3 separate regions of the Mus musculus genome follow, and all the other regions are linked to region 1. The links are chromatin contacts, called in public Hi-C and Micro-C maps. All regions are on one chromosome and are shown on one strand. The core of a region is the stretch at or near the end of the contact, and the rest is flanking DNA. Distances in the headings are between cores, read along the strand shown. Region 1 holds the start of Ranbp9 (RAN binding protein 9). Region 2 overlaps Gfod1 (glucose-fructose oxidoreductase domain containing 1). Region 3 has its middle 23 kb from the start of Gm20751.

Evidence for each region. Hi-C and Micro-C count contacts between places; a contact is called where the count stands out from the background.
Region 2: a contact with region 1 is called in a Micro-C map of embryonic stem cells, with 2.6 times the contacts expected there. The contact joins the enhancer-like site here to the promoter of Ranbp9 in region 1. A contact is called at or near these places in 2 of 484 Hi-C or Micro-C datasets (embryonic stem cells and myeloid progenitors), 9 of 115 datasets of contacts at active chromatin or transcription factors (the 230-238 cell line, effector CD8 T cells, embryonic forebrain and 5 more) and 2 of 9 other capture datasets (adipose tissue and liver).
Region 3: a contact with region 1 is called in a Hi-C map of cerebellum, with 3 times the contacts expected there. The contact joins the enhancer-like site here to the promoter of Ranbp9 in region 1. A contact is called at or near these places in 1 of 39 promoter capture datasets (hippocampal neurons), 9 of 484 Hi-C or Micro-C datasets (B cells, adipose-derived mesenchymal stem cells, cerebellar granule neurons and 6 more) and 5 of 115 datasets of contacts at active chromatin or transcription factors (embryonic forebrain, large pre-B cells, neural progenitor cells and 2 more).

Annotation. Positions count from the first base shown.
Region 1 is chr13:43,479,480-43,482,343 of GRCm38.p6, reverse strand. Ranbp9 (RAN binding protein 9) reads left to right here and starts at 1,371. Exons shown (of 14, transcript NM_019930.2): 1 at 1,371-1,932. The coding sequence starts at 1,416.
Region 2 is chr13:43,213,808-43,216,671 of GRCm38.p6, reverse strand. All of the region lies in intron 1 of Gfod1 (glucose-fructose oxidoreductase domain containing 1), which reads left to right. Among named protein-coding and RNA genes, the nearest start is that of Gm40929, 43 kb to the right of the region's middle. Within about 2 kb of position 1,456, at least 92 of the 459 cell types and tissues checked have an H3K27ac peak or open chromatin away from gene starts, as enhancers often do. A contact at or near this core is called in effector CD8 T cells, embryonic stem cells, liver and 1 more, where this site is marked.
Region 3 is chr13:43,738,487-43,741,350 of GRCm38.p6, reverse strand. No RefSeq gene overlaps it. Among named protein-coding and RNA genes, the nearest start is that of Gm20751, 23 kb to the right of the region's middle. Within about 2 kb of position 1,515, at least 27 of the 459 cell types and tissues checked have an H3K27ac peak or open chromatin away from gene starts, as enhancers often do. A contact at or near this core is called in B cells, cerebellum and neural progenitor cells, where this site is marked.

The DNA.
Region 1 (2,864 bases), core at 122-2,621:
ATTTAAGATGGAAATTAGGCAGAAGGACTGCTACAACTGGCTAGGCGCTATGTCCATGGGAGTCTTCGATTAAGTCACCATTGACCCATTCGCTTCAAAAACAAAATAACTAGTTCTCTATTAACCAACCATTCCATGCTTATACGGTCCAATCAGAGCCAGCATATCATCTCCGGAAGCTAACACAGCATCGGAATCTGTACCATGTAGATTATGGGAGTGAAGCCTGATTTTTGCCGGGCTAAGGAAAGGGTAGGTTAAACAAAGGGAAGTGCCGAAAACAGACTAGTAATGCTATGTGGGGGTCAGAGAGCAACACTTGGCAAATTGTGCCACACGGGTTGACCAAGCACTCTACTGAGAATTGCAAAGTAGGAAGTCTCCTTTTTTAAAACTCTGCTGACCTCAGTAAATATTTCCATGTTTAAAAAAAAATGGGCATAATTCTCTGCTACCTAACAAAGAGGCCTATGATGAGAATTAATGAGCTTATAAAATGTTTTGACGTCTGTCTCCAGAAGCCCTTCCTAAACGCTCACACAGTTCGCATTCCTGCCCTTTGACGATCTGCCCGTCTTGATTGGTATTCCTAACGTGGCTGTTTCTCCCCCATTAAGTTCACTCGGACTCCTCATAAATTAATTAATTAACGAGAGGGTCACTCATGAAGCGGGAGACTTCGCCTTCAGAAATGGTTTCCAAGGGCCCTTTATTGACCCGCTAGCTAGGCGGTAAGGCGTTAGAAACCCCGGGCTCAGCTCCCGGCGGCGCAGCAGGGCTCGATTGCTCTCGCCTGGGCGCGCTGCGGCCTCCCGGCGGCTGAGGGGGACGGCCCGTCGAGACGCGACGAGGCCGCCGGTCGGCGCAGCTAGGATCCCGCAGCCACCGGAGGCCCGCGGCCGAACCCGCGCCCGCGTCCTCGCCCGCGCCGGCGAGCCCCAGGCCGCGGAGAAGGCCGTCCGCGCGCGCACCAGGCCCGCCCCTCGCGCCGCGGCCCGCCTCCTCGCCTGGCGCCGCCCGCGCGCAGCGTCTCGCGCCGCCCGCCCGCTCGCTCGCCCGCCGGGAAACAGCCGCGAGAGCAGCGGCCGCCGCGGCCGCTCGCACCTCCTCGCAGTCTCTCTTCCCCGCTTCACCGCGTCGCCCAGGGCCGCGCGCCCTTCCGCCCGCTCCCCTCGCTGTCCCACCGCATCGCTCCCGGTCGCGTGCCCGCCAGCGCCTGGCCAACGCTCCCTCGCGCCCGCCCGCGGTCGGTCTCCTCAACCGCCGCGCTCCGCCGGGCCGCGCGGCCCGCCGCCTGCTTCCGGGGCGGGCGGACTCTGGGCGCCTGGTGCCGGCGGCCGCAGCGACAGCGCCCCCGGGAAGCGCAGGAGGAAGCAGGGACGAGTGGAGGTGCCGCAGGCTGAGTCGCGGCCGGGATGTCCGGGCAGCCGCCGCCACCGCCGCCGCAACAGCAGCCGCCGCCGCCGCCGCCCGCCGCCGGGGCCCCGGGCTCCGGAGTCGCCCTGCCCGCGGCCGCGGCCGCCAGCGCCGGCTCCTCCCCGGCCGGCTCGCCCGGTGGAGGCTTGGGGGCCGCAGCGGCCGCCCTGCTGCTCCACCCGCCGCCGCCGCCGCCGCCTCCCCCGGCCACCGCCGCGCCGCCGCCCCCCGCCTCGGCGGCCGCCCCCGCCACCGCGCCGCCCGGCCTGGCGGTGGGCCCCGGCCCGGCCGCAGGCGTCCCGGTCCCGGGCCTGGCGGCGGGCAGCAGCGCCGCTGCCCCTTTCCCGCACGGCGACTCGGCCCTCAACGAGCAGGAGAAGGAGCTGCAGAGGCGGCTGAAGCGCCTCTACCCGGCTGTGGATGAGCAGGAGACGCCGCTGCCCCGGTCCTGGAGCCCGAAGGACAAGTTCAGCTACATCGGCCTCTCGCAGAACAACCTGCGGGTGCACTACAAAGGTACGGGGCGCGGGGTCCGGCGGAGAGATCGGACGGTGCGGGGCGAGGCTCTGGGCGAGGGAAGGTGAGAGTGGGGTCCCAGGTGGGAAGGAGCTGGGATCCCTAGGCCCGGAGCTGGACGCTTTGAGGGAATCCGGGATGACCAGACACATCGCACCTTCTGATTTCCTGGAGATAAATCTATGGGCCGGAGTTGGGTTACATTGTTCTCCAGGTGGAGGGTCAGGCCATCTCCTCTTACGCAGCAGGGGTGAGAGGCACGATTCCGAGGTACAGTTTCTAATTAAGGGAGAACAGAGATCCACAGGAGGGGGAGGGAGGCGTGATCAGTGGAGGATTTGTCCCAAATTAGGCCAGAGATTGTCTAGGGGGACAAAAGGACAAGGGGCCCAAGTTGGCCATCATTGCACCTTACTGAAAGCAACTGGGAGAGGAACCTCAGGATTCCCTGTTTTCTTCGGGGAGCAGACCCCCCCCCCCTCCGGATTGGAAATGCCCCGTGTTTCCGGGTTGGTGTTACATGAAGTTTTGTTGAAAACAAGGGTTTTAAAACATACCGATTAGCATTTTCAAAAACAAAAAACAAAAAAAAAAAAACCAAAACTGGCTTATATTTTGCACCTGCAGTTAACAAAGTTAACCACCTTAGGCTGCTGCTTTCTCCCATCCCCACTTTTTCCTAGGTTAAAACAAAGCTTTAAGCAAACTGGTTGTATAGAAGATTATAAATGCCAGTAAGGGGTTTTTGAAATGTAGCTCAGATTAATGGCATACGTCAAGTTTAGCTGTGTGGAAGGGGCAAAGAAAAAAATGCAGTGGTATCAGTTTGAACACAGTCGGTGTTTTAGGCCCTAAATCTAAAGCAGAGGATTTTACATTCTAAGCAGGCTCATTTTGATTGGCTCTAAAGGAAGGGTCTTTGGCTCCTAGTG
Region 2 (2,864 bases), core at 207-2,706, 270 kb after region 1:
CCTTTCTGCCCTTAACGTTGCCTCCGTTTGTCTCTACGGCAGGGCTGTAACAATTAATCAGGGGGTTATTGGCTCTCCACTGCAGACCCAGTGCTTCCTGGTTGAGGACTGTGCTGAAGGCCATGCCTGTCATCCTGATGGATATGTCCTTTTCCTGTTTATTCCATTTTGGTAATTCCTTCTGAAAGCGTAGGCCTTATCTTGGTCCATTTTGCGTTGCTACAACACAGTACCCGGAGCTGGACAGTGTGTATGGTTTGGCTTTATGGGATGGAGCCCAGTCACTGGGATGTGTATTCTTCAGGGGGATAGTGGGATAGACCCCAGACCCTTCCCCTTCCTGATGCTTTTGGTTCCCAGCTGTGAGGTTGGCAGCTTGACCTCTCCTGTTCCTGCTGCCATGTGCCACACTGGCTCAGAGAAGGGGAGCAGTTGATTGTGAGCTGAAACCTTCAAGACAGAGTCAACGCAAACCTTTCTCTTTATAAGTCACTCCCCTCAGCTCTTTGTTATGGAAACAGAAAGCTGCTAGCGAGGGAGGAGCAAGCATGGCGGTGCAGTTATAGATGGTTTGCTTTTATTCTTCTCTGGTAGTGCTTCTGTGTTTGACCTGTGTTCTTTAAGATTTTGTTTGCTGTATTTTGGTGGGAGAGGCTGAGACTCAGTTTCATGTAGCCCAGGCTGGCCTTGGACTCCCCTTGTAGCTGAGGATGACCTTCAACTCCTGATCCGCATTGTTCTTTAGGATTTAGGTTCTAGAAGTGGGGGTGGAGTGGGAGGGGCATTGGGTTACCTTTGTCTCGCTTTGTTTTGCCGACAGCACACCTCGCCTACAGTCCCGTGTTTAATACTTGTGGGGTTTAGCCTTCACGCAACAAGCACACAGCTATTCAGTGAACTAGTTGGATGATGTGGGCAGTTCTCACAAAACCACCGGTGTGGGGGTGGGGTGGGGAAGCAGAACAATTCTTCTCTAAGCTCAAGTGCGGGGGTGGGGGGAGGGTGGGGGGGGTAAGAGTCTTCTGTAGACCTCAGGTTCTTAACTTCCTAACCCCAGCTGCAAGGGGTTGAAGGAAGATACGGTGGACTTTAAGGAAGTTGCCTGCCACCACCACTTTCCAGCTGTGAAGGCTAGTCCTGGAGGATGTACTGAAGGGGGGTGGGGAGAGGGCGGCAGCAGGGGGAGGGGCGGGAGTTGCTGGGAGGGGCAAAGCAGTTTCCAGTGGCACTGTTAGCTTGCTGGTCTTCTTTACCTTTCGTTAAGGTGAGAGCACACGGGAGCAGGTGCCTGTGTAGAATTTCTCTTGCCTGTGTTATCTTGAGATTAACACGTGCCTGACATTAGACCGTCAACCTTGCATCCAACACACTCACCTTCTCGGCTCTCCCCGGGCATTGGGTTGCAGCAGTTGCTAAGCAACCAGGTTATCTGTAGCAGTTTCTGGTTGGTCAGCAGGTGCAGAAGGCGGACCAATACCACAGTTCCTATCGGAGACTTCCAGCCCTGAGATACCCCAGGGATGGAATTTGAACTCTGCTGCCTCTAAGCAAATCTGACCTCCATATCCTAGGAGATCCTTCTTCCTGGAGCTGGGGGTCTGCCTTTTGAGACTGGGAGAAATAACATGGAGTTATAAAATGATAGATTCAAACTTCAACTACGTGGACCAAGAAGTTTACAAATTCTAGAGGAGTTTAAGATGATTTATAACAAAACTCTCCATCTTCTTTTGTACATAAACCTGCACAAAACATGGTTGACTATTTTACTTTGCACCAGAGAGTTCAGGAAACTATTTATTGTGGGGGTCAGGAAGGTATTAACCCCATCAGACTCCCACCTCAGGGGTCCTAAGAGGTAGATAGCCATTGTTTTTCTTCTTTTTTTTACATCTCACTGGAACTACACTCATCTCTAAGGTCTCCTCAGAGCCAAGTTCTGCCTTTTATTATAAATTACCAGGAAGTACCTTAGAGCCTCTGTGAAACTCGGGCATGATGGTAGAGGTTAACTGGTATTGGCCAGTATAAAGCGACCTCCCTTCTAGGGAATGTTTTGCTATGGCTGGGTGTTTAGCCAGTGCTGGAGCAGTGGCCTTCTCACGCCAGTCACTGTCATGGAGTCCAGTACACATCGAATATTACATTTCTCTCCAAATGTTATAATACAGTCCTGTGACACTCAGGTGGGGATAAGTTCCTATAATTGCATTGTTTGGTGATTTTGTCATTTTTCAAAGATCAAAGAATTGGTGAACCCACACAAGCCGAGGAAGTCCAGGTCAGTCTCTCAATGGTGTGATCAGGAAATATGGGGGTAGGAGGGGTTAGTGAGAGGAAGGTGAGTGGAGGGTACCCTTCCCACCTCCCCAACTGTGGATCAGAGTGAACCAAGCCAGTGCTTCTTCACCTAACTGTCTGTATCCAGCACATCTTTGGGAATATCGTTGGTCTAAGACAGGAGCCATGTTCCCACAGGCTTTGCCTAAGCCCTTGGCAAGTCCAATGAGAGACTGGCTTTCCAGCATCCCCAGGCTGCCTTTTCCCAGGACTGTGTCTCTGCAGAGCCTCATACCAGTGAGTCCTTCCATGGAGGCAGGACTAGAGCAGGAGAGAGACTACTACAGCCCTGTTGGGACTCTGTTCCCAGGGATGGGGCCATTCACTTTCTCTATCCCTGCTTCTTTTTAAGGGGCTCACGGTATCATAGGGATGGAAAAGTATTAAAATGTCAGGCGAGGCATGGTGGGGTGTGCCTTTACTCCCAGCACTCCAGAGGCAGAAGCAGGGAGATCTTTGGAGTTCTAGGCCAGCTTAGTCTACATAGTGAGTTCCAAGACAGCCAGGACTATGTAAAAAAAAAA
Region 3 (2,864 bases), core at 266-2,765, 260 kb before region 1:
ACATACAATTATATACACACACACACATATATGTGTGTGTGTGTATTTGTGTGTATGTATATATATAATATATATATATAAACTTACTAACTTTATTTGCATGTCCTTTATACTTCTATGTCCTTTTACACATTTGAAAGGATTGCTCTAGGAACAAATTTACAGATTTCCCCCATAGGATCTACAACAAAGACAACAGGGAGGGTCTTTATTTCCCTGTGTTTGGGTCACATGTCTACATCATGAGAATAGTTTCTGCCCATCCCCCAGGGTGAGGAACACTGTTAATGAGGCTGCAGTTGGTCTGCTTCTTTGGATAGCTCTTCCCATGTAGATCAGCATCCCTGCCGGTCCCTCTCACAGACCCTTCCCTCTGGTTCAGCTGCTATCTGACAAGCATGTGCTGTCTGGAGAAAAGAATGTGTTTGAAGGAGAGGATAGCCAGTCCTGTTTCTGGGAACTTAGCTCCAAATCCTTCAGATTCAACCCTAGTGCGGTCACTTAAACTTAGAGAGACTGAGAAAGGGGGGGGATCCTCATTAGGTTTCAGGACAGTCTGACCTACAGAGTGAATTCTAGGCCAGCCAGGGTTACATGAAAACGTGTGTGTATGTGTGTGTGTTATTTGCATATATTTGCATATAGCTGTTTTGTTTGCATATGCATGAATATATATGTGTGTGTATATATATATACACACACACACAAAAACTAGGTCTTAACAGCAGTAACCTTTGCTTGAACTATCACAATAATTGACCCTTTGCAGGACCCTCCTCCAGGTTGACATCTGGTAAAAGGGAAAGTTAATGTTGATTCTTAACAAACCTCTGGGCCTATTTGTGAGGGAAACTCTTTATTCGGTTAGCTGAGGTGGGAAGGCCCATTGTAAGTATGGGCTGTGCCACTCCGTGAACCAGGGTCCCGGGATAAAAAGGAGAGAGTGAGCAGAGCATCGGCATCTGTCACTGTCCGACTCCTGATGGCAGATGCAGCGTGACCAGCTGCTTCACTTTCTGGCTGTCATGGCTTTTCCCGCCATGATGGACTCTGAGCCAAAATAAAAAGCCCCTCTTCCTCAAGTTGCTCTTGTCAGGGAAGGAAGAAACGAGCCCCCGCATTCCAACCATGCCAGCAGTGCTCACTAATGATTTGAACTTGAAACAGCTGTCAACGCCTTGGTCTTCGGTTCCCTCATCCGGCACGTGGTTAGTTACCATTACAAAGGCTCATTTCCAAAATGTTGACGTCTGGCCTGCACTGTCCTTCACCTTCTCAACTTTTAAGAGTGACCAAATTTGAGCTTTGTCGTTGTAATACTACTGGATGACAACCCACTTTCATAAATGGGAACCTTGGCTTCTAGAAGAGAAAACCTACAAGTTCGAAAGTCACCATTTAATACCGATCTAAGCCGCACAGACCAACAGGGCTCGCTTTTGAACAGGCTTGCTCAGTATGTTTGGCTTGCTTTGTTTGGCTCGATCTGCAGGCTCTGTTTCACTACACCACCGCTAGGTGGCAGGAAAGCGCCACACAGCTCTAGATTTGCCACAGAACCCTAAGAACAGCTGCTTTGTACTGGGTCCTGAGACTGGGGGAGGGGCTCACAATTTTAGCCAGTGATCAACTGTGCTGGAGAAAGAAAGATAGATTTGGGGGTACATTGTAGAGAGGGGACATTGTAGGGAGTTGTATGTTGGGGGACCTGTGTAATTTCTCTTTTCATGCTCTCTCTTTCTCTCTGTCTCTCTCTCTGTCTCTCTGTGTGTCTGTGTGACTCTGTCTCTGTCTCTGTCTCTCTGTCTCTCTGTCTCTCTCTCTCTCTCTCTTTCCAGAATATTTGTAGCACAGATAAAAGTGAATAAGAACATAACTCAAAGCATCCTGAAAGAAAGACCAATAGAAGAAGGTGAGATCAGCTCTTCTTAGCTCCATTACCTTAAGGAATCAACTAATAGCAAAATAAAATGGGTTTTTTATTTTTATTTTTAAAGTATGAGCCAGCTCTGTTTGGGGGAAGCCATTTTTCTTCCCCTAGAACAAGAGGCCTCATGAAGTGTACATAGGGTGTGCTGTGTGGTGGCATAGTCACAGTGACCTTTCTTTTAGGAAAGTTGTTGATGAGTGGAAGTGAGACGTGCTCTAAGTCGGCAGAGTTGTTCCTCACGGAAGTTCTGCTCAGTGCTCTCAACCCGAGTCTGCGACTGCATGCTGGTCTTCTATCCCTGACTCTGGAGACAATCAACTGCACGGAAATTCAAATTTGAATATCAAAAGAAAATGACAGAATCTTCAAATGAGAAAAAAAGAAATATACACTGTACAAAGCCCCTCGCTTTTGTCTGGCATCCTTAGACACAGTGGGGAACGATTGCGTTTCTGTGTGTTTGGGGACGGCAGGATGAAGACCCTGTGTCTGGGGCTCTTTTCTTTAGCAGCTCATCAGAGAGCTAAGGAGTGACAGAAACGCTGCCCTCTGGGAACATCAGGCAGTTGCTGCAATCCCTGTAGATGCTTAGAAGCAAGCGTTTATGGAGCTGCTAAGCAGAGTTTCTTTAATCCCCAATTTCCCTTTTCCGGAACCAGTTGTTGTTGTTGTTGTTGTTGTTGTTGTTGTTGATCCCAGTTCTAGGAGATCTGATGCCCTCTCTTGACCTCCATTGGCTCTGCACTTACTTGGTGCACGTACAAGGGCATTCACACACACACACAGACTCTAAATACATACATACATACATACATACATACATACAAAATTTTTTAAAGAAAAAATTCCAGTGGAAAGCTGGAATGCCATTATCCCGTGACTGCCGTGCAGTTTGTGGGCTGAGACTTGTGCTTATTTTTTGCGACCTGGATAA